Regions from separate parts of the Drosophila melanogaster genome. Here region 2 is linked to region 1. Evidence: chromatin contacts called from public Hi-C data. All regions are on one chromosome and are shown on one strand. The core of a region is the stretch at or near the end of the contact, and the rest is flanking DNA. Distances in the headings are between cores, read along the strand shown. Region 1 overlaps bi (bifid). Region 2 overlaps lncRNA:CR32773 (long non-coding RNA:CR32773).

Evidence for each region. A called contact is a pair of places that touch in the nucleus more often than the background predicts.
Region 2: a contact with region 1 is called in a Hi-C map of the Kc167 cell line, with 2.4 times the contacts expected there. The contact joins two enhancer-like sites. A contact is called at or near these places in 49 of 107 Hi-C or Micro-C datasets (the Clone 8 cell line, the D17-c3 cell line, the Kc167 cell line and 22 more) and 2 of 6 datasets of contacts at active chromatin or transcription factors (both in the Kc167 cell line).

The regions. Positions count from the first base shown.
Region 1 is chrX:4,427,965-4,435,197 of dm6, forward strand. It overlaps bi (bifid), which reads left to right. Exons shown (of 8, transcript NM_001297932.1): 2 at 234-1,534. The coding sequence starts at 471. All of the region lies in intron 3 of lncRNA:CR32773 (long non-coding RNA:CR32773), which reads right to left. Among named protein-coding and RNA genes, the nearest start is that of bi, 18 kb to the left of the region's middle. Within about 2 kb of position 3,472, at least 2 of the 39 cell types and tissues checked have an H3K27ac peak or open chromatin away from gene starts, as enhancers often do.
Region 2 is chrX:4,503,623-4,510,855 of dm6, forward strand. All of the region lies in intron 2 of lncRNA:CR32773 (long non-coding RNA:CR32773), which reads right to left. Among named protein-coding and RNA genes, the nearest start is that of CG3556, 23 kb to the right of the region's middle. Within about 2 kb of position 3,664, at least 29 of the 39 cell types and tissues checked have an H3K27ac peak or open chromatin away from gene starts, as enhancers often do.

The sequences.
Region 1 (7,233 bases), core at 2,222-4,721:
TTCGACTCATGCCTATATTTATTTACCCAATTCTTTGGAATTGTAATGAGCTTATCAATTTGAAAGAAAGAATCCATATCCTTCTAGAAACTAACTTTAATAATCAAACGGGAAATTTTTTTCTCTAAAACTTTTTTTTTTAAATAAATCTATCTAAATAACCGTCATAATGACGGTTCTCGAAAATCTCAAGCGGCGACCCCAACTAAAAATCATATTTACGTTTTTTATAGCAATGAAACATGAATTTTTTTGAAACAACAAGAAGAGAAATAAAGTGTACAAGTCAGTGAGTGTCCCAAACAAAAAGTTTTAAAAAAAAAGAAACAAAAACAAGTACCTGTAGAACAAAAACAAAATAAAGCATCTAAAAATTTCAAAAGTCAAACTAGAGAGATCCCTTTTTTGGAGAGATCGCCGTGGGAAACCCTTTCTGCATGACGCACTTGGTTGTTTGAAACGGTTATGTGATGAGATACGACGTCCAGGAGCTGCTATTTCATCAGTCTGCTGAGGATCCATTCGCCAGGTTCGCCAATGGGATGGCATATCATCCATTTCTGCAGCTAACGCAACGACCCACTGACTTCAGCGTTTCCTCGCTGTTGACGGCGGGTAGCAACAATAACAACAGCGGCAACACCAACAGCGGAAACAACAACTCCAATTCCAACAACAACACCAATTCAAACACCAATAACACCAACAATCTCGTGGCCGTTTCACCAACGGGTGGTGGTGCGCAGTTATCGCCGCAAAGCAACCACAGCAGCAGCAACACCACCACCACCAGCAACACCAACAACTCCAGTTCCAATAACAACAATAATAACAGTACCCATAATAATAACAACAACCACACGAATAACAACAACAATAATAATAATAACACAAGTCAAAAGCAAGGACACCACTTGAGCACCACCGAGGAACCGCCATCGCCCGCTGGCACACCACCGCCCACAATTGTTGGTCTACCGCCAATACCACCGCCCAACAACAACAGCAGTAGCAGCAGCAGCAACAACTCAGCTTCAGCCGCCGCCCATCCGTCGCACCACCCAACCGCCGCACATCACTCACCCAGTACGGGTGCCGCCGCACCGCCCGCCGGCGCCACAGGCTTGCCGCCACCCACACCGCCGCACCACCTGCAACAACAACAGCAGCAACAACAGCACCCGGCCCCACCACCACCACCGTACTTTCCAGCTGCGGCACTGGCCGCTCTAGCTGGAAGTCCGGCCGGACCGCATCCGGGTCTGTATCCCGGCGGTGGATTGCGCTTCCCGCCGCACCACCCAGGTGCCCATCCGCACGCCCATCATCTGGGCAGCGCCTATACTACCGCCGAGGACGTCGTCCTTGCCTCGGCCGTCGCCCATCAGCTGCATCCGGCGATGCGACCGCTGCGGGCGCTTCAGCCCGAGGACGATGGCGTCGTCGATGATCCCAAGGTCACGCTGGAGGGCAAAGACCTGTGGGAGAAGTTCCACAAACTGGGCACGGAAATGGTCATCACCAAGAGCGGCAGGTGAGTTCTATACTCATTTTACAGGGTATTAAAGGTCTCCCAACATTTAAGTGTGTAAAATCGAATCTCGATTAGAATTCGAACGAATGTAGCTTTATACAAAAGAATTGTTTTTGGATATGCTTTGCCGTCATATTGGCAAATAATTGTGACCTTTGCCGAGCTTTTGGCAATCGAGGGCACAGATCTGGGGCCGAAGGTCAGGTCACAGCCCGGGCAAGCAGCCTTGGCCACTTGAGCACGTGTGGCGACGTCTCAAGCTCCCGTTAGCGGTTAAAACCGATCCCAAGTTCCACGCCCAGTTGAGCTGAAAGTAGGTGAACAGACGCCCCCGTTCTTCTCCTTTTTGTCGTTTTTACATCTTTTTTTTTTTTTTTTTTTGTATAATTTTTCCATTTTTGCAGCAGCATGTCATCAGCCGCAGAAACTCAGACTCTCTCCCTCGAGAAGATGATGATGATACGATGATGATTATGCGACGACGACGACGTTGACATTCAAGCTGCGTTGGCGCGTGAAAATGCGTTTTGAGCTTCACACCTACTTGAGAAAGTATTCACTGAGACACACTCACACTTGGCCGCAGTGAATGGAGTGAGTGTCAAGTGAGTGCAAGATGTGGCCGCTGTGAATGCACTCAAAAATGTCGCCAATACTTTACGAAATATATGTAATTGCCATAAAGTCAGCAAAGGCTTACGTAACAATTTACATTTACAATTTCAATTAGAAGTGAACAAACATATTCTAAGCTCTGCACAGCGAAATAGAGACATTTACGTTTAACGATCACATAAAGCCTATTAGTTTAATGTGGAAAATCATTAACCAACTTTCAAAGATTAGTGCCAAATTTATAAGATTTCCTTTACAACTTTATGTTTAGCCATAAACTTGCGTCAAAATTGCGTTGTCAAAGCCCCCTTAATTTTTCTTCGCTTTTTACGGTAATTCATTTCATAGCTGGCCAAATTCAATTAGCTTCTGTTGCTGTTTTTTTTAAGCTACAAATTGCCTGACGCCTCGGTTAAGCCTCTTTGGCCAACGCCTTCTACGCCGCCTTTTCCCAAATACTTAATTATATGCACATATATATATATGAATATATATATATATATATATGCATATAGTTTCAATGCCAGTCTGGCGGCGTGGGCGTGGCAACAACACCAATAGAAAGTGGAAATAAGCGCAAAAATAAAATATTTGCAAATAGTTTTGTGTGCTGAAAGTTGGGAATACGTCTGGCCAGGTGTCTAGGTCCACTGGCCACGCCCCCAACCGCCCAACGCCCCCCAACTGTATGCAAGTAGTTGCATTTTGTTGTTGGTTGTTCGCACTTGGGAAGTACACAAAAAAAAAAAAAAAACAAAACAAACGAGAAACAAAAGCACGAAAAAGTTGCTGAAAATTATATTTTTTCGAGCTTAAGTAGTGGGGCTCTCTTCCTGGCCATATCCTTAAGCTCATTAGCAGTTTGGCGATTTGAAGTGTGAAACTAAACCAAGTGGCCCAGCCAGCCAACTACAAAATCCCACTAAAAAAAAACTAAAAAAAAAAAAAATAAAATGAAACAAGAAAAACAACGCAACCACATCCATATTCACTTCGCAAGTCGGTGAACAAAATATGTGCACTCAGAAAAATTGCAGTTTAATGGACTGTATATTAAAGTCCTTTCTGTGGCAAATGCTGTATTTTAGGCGCATTTCTTAGTTAGTAAAGTTTGATAATTTCATTACAATGAAAATTATGAATACTGATTAAAACGAGATATTTGCTTTAGATTAGCTGGGTGGCATAGGCGAATGCAATTTTCTCTCCGTGCTGCCGAGTTCATGACCCTGCAAAAGGAGGGGGGGGGGGGGACTTGCCCCAAAGTGTGGCATGCAATTGTTGTAAAAGGGGGCGTGGTGAGGCGGCCCATGGATGAGGAATGGGAGCAAGTGAGATGGGCAGAGAAGGGGAGCCACGAGTGGCTTGTAAAAGTTTTAAGTACTTGTACCTAGCACACATATGGAGATTATGGCAGTGTGTAAGTTGCAACTTTTTTGCACGCCACACACACACACACCACACTTCGTTGTTCTTGTTTTTACCATTTTTGCTGTTGCATGCTTGCGAGACGTGCGAAAAAAAAGCAACAACCAAATGGCAAAACAGCAAACGGAATTATTGTTGCCGCTTCTGTTGCCGTTGCCCCATCATCATCAATGTCAAAATTATTGTTTTTCCTGCCGCACAAGAACCCCCCCCCCCTCCACCTCCACCACACCGGTGGAAAACACCATGCCACCCTTTTTCGACTCTTCATGTGAGTGCCACTTGAATGTTTTGCGAGTGGATTTGCATTCACTTGGCTCGATTCAATCGGTTTTTGTGCCTGTTTTTAGCGAATTTCGATTTCGATTTCGATTCATTGATGCAATGATTTGGAGGCTTGTGGCTATAGTTTTTCATTCACAAAAGTTCACAGCACAGCTCCTTCAGAATGACGTGTATTCCCATAGTCGTCTCAATACGGTGCTCCTACTTCACTTACTTAAGAACTAAAATTAAATTTCACTTCAGATTGCACTTGCTCTGCAATTTTTCTCAATTTGTCGCTGGCAATTATGTCGCTAAAGCAAATAGCGTGAAATCTATCTTCGTTCTGCTGCTTGTTGCTGTGACTTATCAATTAATTGAAATTGCTGTCTAAGCGCAAATAAATAAAGTCTCCCCTCGTTTTCCACACCCCTAAACATTTGGCGACACTTTCAGTGCGAGAAGTCAAGGAAATACGATTTGAAAAAATAGGCAAGCCATTGAAAAAAAAAAAAATCTATAAAAAATGTCAGAAATTATCAAATGTTGACCCCAAATGAGAGCAAAAATAGCATTTCGATGTAGATAGAAGATGGTGCGAGATTGCTTTGATTTTGCCAGTTTTTAGCTAATTGAAAGCGGCAATTTATTGGCCATTGGAAAGATTCTATAAACACGGACTTAATAGCAGTTATTCTGGGTTTTTAGTCACCGAGAAGAAAATCAATCATTTTTTTTTTTTTGTATTGTAATATGTTGTGCATGTGATTAGAAAATATGACGATGACTTGTCTTTTTGTACCACATCATAGTTTCTAATTGATGTCGGACTTTGTGACAGGCATGCGATAATGTGACAAGACAAAAATATTTAATGACACGCCACAGGACACCCACTCTTTCCAAGTTTTTGGAAGTTTTTTTTTTTTTTTTGTGTTTTCGGGATCAGGGGTCAGACCCTGGGCAACCGCCTGTCAAAGTTCACTTGTTTAATTTTCATAAATAAAAATTTTCCATTTCCTACATATTTTGTTGTTCCCTTACTCCTTCGATTACTTCCATTTTCGTTTTGGGTAAAAACTCAGCTGACGGCGACAAAACGCAATCAAAGTGCACTGGCCTGCCCCGGGCCGCCCCCTCCTAACGCCCACCTCCTCGAAGCCGTAGGCTCAATTAAATGGGCGTGTCCGCCTTCTAGTTTTTTATTTTTCCTTTTTTTTTTTTTGTTCATATTTCCCCACAATGCCATTAGCGGGCGGGGAAAAGGGGTCAATTGGGGGTTGAGGGCGAAATATTGTTATAGTGCACACACAACCCCTGAAGAGCCACAAGTCCCACCCACAATACCCCATTTCCCATTTTCCATTTTCCCTGCTTTGCCATCTTGGAAACGTTTTTCATAATTGTGTTAAAATTGTCGTCCCGCAAAAGGGGGCAGGAAAAATTATCGATGTGCTAAGTTGACAAATATGCGAAGGTGAAGGGGGTTACGAAAAATGCCCCTTCTAAATTACACTTAATTTGCTTAGTAACTTGGAAATTTCTTTGGTTCTACGCTGTAATTTTCCATTGTGCTATTTGGGCAAAAACCTCCTTACAGCGCCCATACCAAATTCACTTGACAATTTTCAGTTCGATAAAAAATGCATAATAATTGGCATAGCGATAGATTGACCCTCCGTGCGGTAGATACACATATCCTTTGGGTTTCGTTCGACTCTTGGAAAATTCATGAGTCCATTGGATAATTTGCACGTAATTTGATTTCAAATTGATTTCGCCGGCTTGTCGTGTAGAGCGTATGGAAAATTGGTGGGATCCTGCAGATAACTGCACACATCGTAACCAGTAATTATTTACAACAAATTTGTTCAAATGGCCACTGGGCAATTAGCTACTTTTCTTTGCAACGAAAGATACGCATATTGCAATAGTTTTTTTTTTACAAAACATTTACTACATTAAAATTTGGTATGAACCATCATTTCATTAATAAAACAGTGTGACTTATTATTTTGTCTCAGTCGACATTAGATTTGGTTATCTTAGCTTCTATTTTCATATTTCCGAGATCCCGGTTTTTTATATGATCTTTGCAAGACACTCATTTCTATCATGGCCGATTGTCGGACAACGCGGAATGCAATTTAAACCCTCCAAATAAATATTTCTACCTATCGCCATTATGTGAATTAAATGAAATAAAACCAGTTTGGTCAAAACTACAATCCACACCACCCAAAAACTGAAAACCGAAATCCAAATACGAACACGACGCTGCTTAAATTACAATAAAAATGTCATAAAAAAATCTTAACAAATTAAAAAGCGACAGGCATTGGAGAGAAAGAAAGACAGCAAAACATTTAAGTGGCGCATTTTGGTGGCTGTTAATTTAAATTGCATTTACGCCTACTTTGAATTAAATGGAAATTAATTTGAGGAACACCAAAAATTCATTTTTCTTTTTTTTTTTTTTTGGTTCGGCTAATTAAGTAAGCGTTTCCGTCGCCGGTAAAAATCCAAGTTTCCCCTCAAACAAAAAAAAAAAAAAACAACTAAAAATAAAGCGCCCACGCAGCGGAAGTTGCAAGTTGGAAATTGAAGCGCTGCTAGCGGTTCTCCTAACTTGGCTTAATGACGTCTGAGTTTTTGGTCAGAGAACCGCAACCAGCCGAAAATTGATGGTAACAAAATGCCGCTAAATGGTTTCGGTCTTAAACGAGAGAATTCAGCTGTTTACACGCTCCGCTTGGCTAATGAGACGTCAGTTTTGGTGGGCAACTGATAAGCCTAATGGGTGATTATCACATTTAAGGTGGAGGTGTTGAGAATGGTGCACTAACTGCAAAGTGAAAGAAACGATGGAAATGTACACAGTGGGCACAGTGGAATGGAACATCGGAACGTTGGAATGAGACACCAAGAAAGTCTTCAGTTCGCAAAGAAACTTCATGATGAAGGAACTCCGGATTTGGTACAAATTTACAGACCCAATCTTACGACAACTATAAGCAACGTGTGGAATTCGAAACAGCCCGCCTTGAACTGCATGGAATGGAATATTTAAAACGCATTTGCTGGCTTCCAACTTTTTTCTCCGTCTGATATTCCCTTTTCTCCACGAACAACTTGGAAATGCACAAAGCAAACAAGGCAAAATATGACAACCAACAACGACAGCAACAACCCAAAAGATGACGATGATGACGTCCTTTATAATGAACAACATGAGTTCAGAAGAACCCAAAAAAAGAAGAAAGGAAAGAAAATAAGAAAAACATAAGCAAAAACAAAAAATAAAAAAAAATTCGCACAAAGAATGGGGCAAGATACAACAAAAAAAAAAAGGGAATACCAACAACAACCTTAAGACAGAGAATGTCAGGCGA
Region 2 (7,233 bases), core at 2,414-4,913, 76 kb after region 1:
ACACAGGACATTCCAGTGGCTCTGGGCAAAGGGGTATTGATTAAAATTAACTTTTATAGGGTTAACTTGAACATTGGGACTTCATCACGAAAATATAATGCATATAATGGATCATAGGTGACAGCAAGCAAGATGACAGATCTCTTATGTGATTTAAAAACATGGCCCCCATTGAGCTACGCCACTGGGGTGGGGACAGTCTTGTCGGCATTCTTTCAAAGCGTATGCCCCGCCCCTCTTATCCGACCCGTGGCCCCTGAAAAGTTAGCCCCAAGTTGCAGGAGCGTCAGATGAAGTTGCTCCACTTCAACTCACACACTCAAGCCTCGCTTGGTTAAGCATGTGTGCGCGCGTGTGTGTGTGTGTGTTGACTAGTGTGTGTGTGTATGGATGAAAGTTCAACTTGAAAGTAGCTGGTAGATGGCTGCCTTTTTTTCAGCGCAACTTTGACGACTCCCCCCAGCCCGCAGCACGAAAAGGACGAGCCAAGACGACATTCCTGGGGGCCAAGGAAAATTCAGAAAACAAGCAGGGAATATGTGGGCTTGCACAATGTGGGTGCGGATGAAAAGCAGTAGTTTTTTTTTTCCTGCAGGAACCAATCTATGGTATTGCGTAAACAAGGCGTCAATCAATCGATCGATCGTTTCTATTTATAATCGTGAAAATGCAAGAAAATTGAGTAGAGATACTGGGGAATGGATGTCCCTTGTTTACAGTCTTAAGAGCAATATACATAAATTTCGTGGAATCGCGGTTAACTTTTCTTTTTTTTTCGTTGAGTAGAAGCTGCAGTTTAAAATGACGTTTGTACTTAGAATTGGTGAAAAATTTCATTTACGATTCCAGTCTTATTCGTTGTACCGACATTCAAGCATGCATTTATTTCATCTTTTCAATTTGCGTCCAAAATATTTCTGTTGAACTTTGGCCAATAAAAGGAACCCAATTAGCCTCATCGTTACTCATTTTATGAGTGAAACATGTCGGAACACCTGAGTTGTTTTTATTTTGCAATAATAAATGGAATTGAAGTGCATAAATGGTAGTATAGCTATCAAATAGCCTCAATCGATTTACGCAATTTTCGCTTGCTTCCGTACGGAAATTTTTGAGTGCCAATTGCACTCGACGTTTTTGTATTTTGTGAGAAAAACATCCCCACATATCGAAGAGGCATTAACTAATTTTATTAAGCCATCATCAAAAAGCCGGACAAATTGCACCACGACGGCTGGATGGGCAAATAGGACTACGAACGCAAAAGGAAAAACTGCGGGCTAGCTACGAAAATTAAATGGACTGGAAAACTGGTCACTCACTCGTGCCTAAGGAACACTTTTCGGGGGTGGAATATCATCCATCCATCCAACCAACCAACCATTCATTCATTTCTGTACAGAGTGTGCGTGCATAAAACATTGCTTATTACAACAACAGCAGGAGCAGCAACAACAACAAAAACAACTGGACCTGGGACATCCGCAGAGCAACAAAATTCCCAAAATTCTGTACACAGAAAGGAGCTTCGATGCAAATTTGGTTGCTCCTTTTGGCTCCTTTGGCTCCTGCTGGTGCTGCTCTTGTTGTTTTCCCCGCTGCTGTTGCTGTTGCTGCTGTTGTTGTTGTTGTGGCAGAAACTAATGGGGCACAATGTGTCCACACACACACACACACACTCGCATAGGCACATACACGCACACAGACACACCGCCTCGGGTTGAGAGCAAAGAGTCCTGGCCTTAAACATGAGCTAAATCATCTGTAAATGCGGGCCTCAGCACGAGTCTCGGTTCAGTTAACTACACTGCCAGAAAAGCCCGATGAGCTATAAAATGTGAACAAAGTTTTACAAAAAAAAAAATCACCGCAGCAATATATTTTAAATGAGCAGCACATTTCAGTTTAAGTTGAAATGCATTATAATTCTCATTTTACATTAAATAAATAAACAATTTAATGAAGGATCATTTCATTTCTTCGCGTGTATTCTTCTTCGGTCTATCGTTTGATTCAGCCCCGTTTGGGCTAGTTGGTTTGGGTGGAATCAGTGGGGTTTTGGCCAGCATCGCCAGCCTCATCAGCCATGGCCAACAGCACAGTCGACCACGTCCTCACAATGCACACGCACTACGCACATGTATGTGGGAGGATGGGTCGCATGAGGCAGATGAGGCGGTGGTCGGGATATGGTTATTCCAGTGGGTGGCGCTTCAATGGTCAAGTGGGATGGCTGCTGCTGCTGACGTTGCTCTGTAGCCGTTTCAGGCGAGAAAATTAAATTGGCCAAAAGTTGAATCCATAACTTTTGGCTATGGACTGGACACACACTCACACTCGTCTGTGAAAATTGAGTGTGTCCAGGATGGGTAGTGAAATGGAAATGGAAATGAGAATGGGAATGGGATTGGAAATGGAAATGGGAATGGGAATGGGGCTGAATGAAAATGGATGGGCAGCAGAGGCGGCCATTTTGGTTCGACCCCAAGCGAAGGCCGGAAAAATACGTGTGCGAAAATGGTCACAATGAAAATGACCAAACAGAAAATTGGCAATGATAAGCCAGCTATAACTGAGCCAAAACAAAAAACAGAAATGGAATCAGTTTTCTAATTTATAAATATATTTAGTTACCTGCAATTTAGGTAAATTTTAGAACAAACTAGAATTTCATATGAATTAAATAAATGTATAATATACTTTAAAGAGTTCGAAATGTGCATTTAATGAATTTAAATACTCAATGGCTTTCAAATTGTTCTAGTATTTCAATGATTACTTTAATGCTCAACTGTATTCCCATTTTTCTCATTTCAAATATTGCCGCCGCATAGCCCGAGGCCGTGGCAATATTTCCGATTAAATTTAATCTCAACTGTGATAAAAAAAAAACAAACTGCAAAATTAATACTTGACATACCGTGAAGACTTTTCCCAGCCAAGCGGAATGCAATAGGCGGCCGAAAATTCAGTGTCTGGTTTACTACCAAGGGCATAAAAACCTTAGTGGCTTTGGCTTGAAAAGGGGGCATCATGTGGAAACTCTCGTAATAACGGGAATGACGGGAATTTCAGGGACCACCAACTTGGGAGCTCCATTTTGGGGTCACTCTAATAAAGAGTCCGTGTCGGGATTCGGGAAAGCCCACTCCATAACATCCATACATGTGTGAGTTTCTGCTTAAAAGCCAACAGCAGCTGCCCCAAAAAACCATGAGGAAAATGGGAAATGCCGGAGGGGGGGAATCTCGGGTGGATGCAGTGGGGATCCGACGGCCTGGTTATGTTTGTTGCTGCCTTGTTGACTGGAAAATATGACCGCCAGCTGTTTGTTGTTCTCCAAACCAGCCGACCCACACTCACATATGGTGATGGGGCGGAAATTTATGCACTGCTGGACCCACCTTCTTTATTCCTGTGTATTCTGTGCCCACGTTCAACAGCCTCATGTCAAAGCTGATCAAGTATTTTAACCTTTTTCAGGACTCACAAGACTGAAATAACTATATTTCCTGCTTTTTTGTATTACTCGAAAATTGCTCAATAGTTACGAATGATTTTCTCGTAACATTTGTAAAAGCAATGTATCTTAAGGTATCTTCATTGGATATATGGAATAGCCGTGGCATTCAAAACCTTCCGTGTTCGCGCACACTACCGCCATCTGTCCGCTAACGCCGGCAACGAACGGGCGCCATCTATGGGACGGTGACAACACCTCCGGTTTCTTTCGCTGTGGTGGCAAAAAAAAGCAAGAAAACAGGCTTCGTCTTCAGCGACTTTACTTTGGGGGTTGATGCTTTGCACTCCGATTAAGGACAGGGTTGTTATTCGCAGCTGTCATTCAGAAAAACTTGCGAATTGTATGCTACTCAAGATCGTTAATATTAAGTTGTATATTCCTAACTCCTTATTTTCAAACAACAAATTAAAGCGGAAAATAAATAATAACCCATTTATTTTGGTAATTTATTTTTTATTCACTTTACATTTGTAAAGCGGTGAAAACATTAAATTGCACTTTCATTTTCACTTTATAACTTTATAAATCATTATTCACTCCCTATTTTATGAAAAACTTAAATGTTTCTATCACAAATTTAAGTTTTGGTAAGAATTGTACGATTTATTCATGCTAAACTGTTAGCTATTCGGTTGTTTATAATGCGCCTGCCTTTTTGTTCTACGTTAATTAAGTATGAGTGAAGAAATTAGACCAACCACTTCCAACAATGCTCAGCATTTAATTACGTGCTCTGAAAATGATGAGTTCATGTAATTTGAAATATTTTAATAAAATTAGCATCGGTGGTTCATAATTGACCCCATAATGCAGCCCCAAACGATCCTCCAACCACTTGTTGCCCCACTTTTGAATAGTTAAGGAAAGAAAACTAATAGAAATTATAACCCCTAGGAAAAAGCGGGAAAATGAAAAGGCGCATATGCGTGTTTTTGTGAGATTACAATAGGGGTGTTGGTGTAATGGTGTGAGGGTGGTAGTGCGGTGGCTAGAGTGTTTTAGTCGCTCCTGGTGGTCATGTGTCACCATTGGCCAAGTACTTCTCAAAGGACAGCGAAGATACACTCGAACGCACACCAATGCAGATCGAAAGAGAGCACGAAAGAGAGCCAGAGAGCAAGGGAGAGCGAGAGAGAGTGAGTGCAAAACGGAGCATTAAGGGTGCTTTTCTGCCGGCGTCGCTGCTGTGGTGAGTTTCCTTCGTTTGCCGTCGTCCTTTTAGATTTGTCACCACCAAAAGGGGAGGATTTCTGGGAGCAGAAAAAAAAATACAACGAGTAGGTGGGGGTCCTTGTGAGTCCTTGTTTTTACTACTATTATTGTTGTTGCTTTTCTGTTTTGTTTGCCAGCGTCGTCGACTGGATGTTTTTAGAAGTCTGTATGTATGTATGCGTGTTTGTTGTCCTGCGTGTGTGACAAAATGGTGAATTTGCTCTCGCCGTCGTTTTACATGGCGTTTTCCTTTCGTCCTTTTTTTTTTAATAAAATGGCAGCGCGTGTCCTAGCCAAAAGCAAAAGGAGGGTCCTTCTTTTCAACCCGCCCCTTACACAGTCGCCTCGCATATCAAATCCGAAAAACACAAAACAATAAAATGCTTCAGATGATGATGATACTGATTGATTGCGTTGCGTATTGGCGTTTGCTGGTTTTTTAATCTATTTAGAGTGCCTTGATCGCTTGTTTTGAAATAAAGAATATACATAAACATATGTCACTTAATCTGGAACCTAATGTGTTATGTATGCAAATAAAGCTACTTAAATATCAAACAACCCAAAATCCCGTTCTATATTATGTAACTTAACATCTGCTAAAAATGTATAACATTATGTTCATCTAAATATATTTTTTTCATCAATGTGTATATATTTAGATGTATATTTAGATACCAATGATAAGCCTAATTGAGCTTATAGCAAGTTTTTTCCATGATGATTGGGATGCTTAAAACATATAGATACAATTAATTTTTTGAGAAACAAGGTCCATCCTGCGCGCCAATAATTGGTTTTGTTTTCCAGTACTTCTTTTCTTGGGTACTCTTTATTTTCATTTTCGCAGGACTCTTTGGTTATTGCCAATTTGAGCTTGAGCAAGGCGGTCTTTCGTGTCAACCGTCGTCATTCTCAGACGCCATTGTAGTGCCTTGGTTTTTGTTGTTAATATTGTTGTTGATTTTATCGTTGTTGTTTTTTCGAGAAGCTTGTCCTGGCATTGTTGTTGCTCCTGTTATCCTGGCTTTGGCGTTGGCGTTGTCGCCCCGAGGGTGAAAATAAGGCATTCAAGCGAGAGACACATTCAACATCTATCTTATAAAGCATTGCACACATTTATACATATATATTATACATAGATATACAATAAACCGTGAATATAGCTTGTTGTTGTGTACATTTGCGGCAGTCGGCAACTTGCAAATTATTTAAGATGCCATCATTTATGTATATTGATTTGCCACTCCAACAACAACATCGTGAAGAACACAATTCCGAGGAAAATAGATAGATACTTACATATATGCGAGCACTAATTGAAATACTTTTATCAGTGTTTCTTGTCCTAGTCATGCACATCGGAAAAAATCGATTGGAACTGCAAGTTCAAGATACCCCTAGTTTAAAAAAAGATCGTAAGGAAATTAGTTAGTGCCTACATCTGTTCCTCAATAAATAACTATTTAAAGTGGTCACAGACTATCCTCATATATTTTCTCTCTGTGCACTAGTTGCTGTTGTTGTCTTGGGCTCATCCTTGGTCCCTGTCCGTTTATCCTGCCCCGAGGGACTGGCATCGATATGATCTAAGGGCTGCTGCTGTCCTGATTTTGGCTTCCTTTGCCCTACTCCTCCTCATTCCCGATACTTTCCTTTCATTTGGTTTCGTTTCATTTCGGCTGCTATTATTTTATTTCGTTTAGTTTTGGTTTTGGAATCGTTTCTGTTTTTGTTCTTCGCGCCTGATTGCGCAATTCGCCAGCCCACTCAGCTGTAATCATCGACAGCAGCCGTATATCTTATCTAAATGCTATCCTCATAATCATTATCCCAATCCCAATCAGGTAGACGATCGCTAGCCGTAAAACATACAATCTACAGACAATATTTTGGATGTGAACAAATGAATGCCACCCTGGGGAAAAAAAGCCGTGATTTGGGCCAATATTTCTCTGGGGCTTGCCCCATTTGCTGCCCCGGCAAATGTGTTAAATATTTCAATTTCAAATCCAATCGAATGCAATTCTAATAACCAAATCCGGGGACGTATGCAATTTGCATGGCCAGCTGCTGGCCAAAAGTTGAAACCCCCACCCCCAGAGAAATGGCCAAACGGAGTGAAAATATTTTATAACTTGTTTTACTTTTCGGTTCCGGGCTTTAGTTGCTGTTTTGCATTTGGAAAGTTTCAGTTAAACTGTCGCAAATTGAGTTTAGTCTGCTGACACATGCACCCGAAAGTCCCTTGTAATAGTTTGAAGTGATAAATTTCGTAAAGCCATCGATACAAAAACGAGCAATTAGGGATTTTCGAGAGGGAAAGTGAGTGAGGATATAAATGTGTGAAATTCAAGGTAGCATTTTTAACATTTTCATCATAATAAATGTGCTTTGGGGTTTTTTAAACTTTTGATGGGAAATCAAATTAACAAAAATGCTGAGACAAGCTGCATAATCCTAAACTATTGATTTTTTTTTTTTTTTTGAAAATTAAA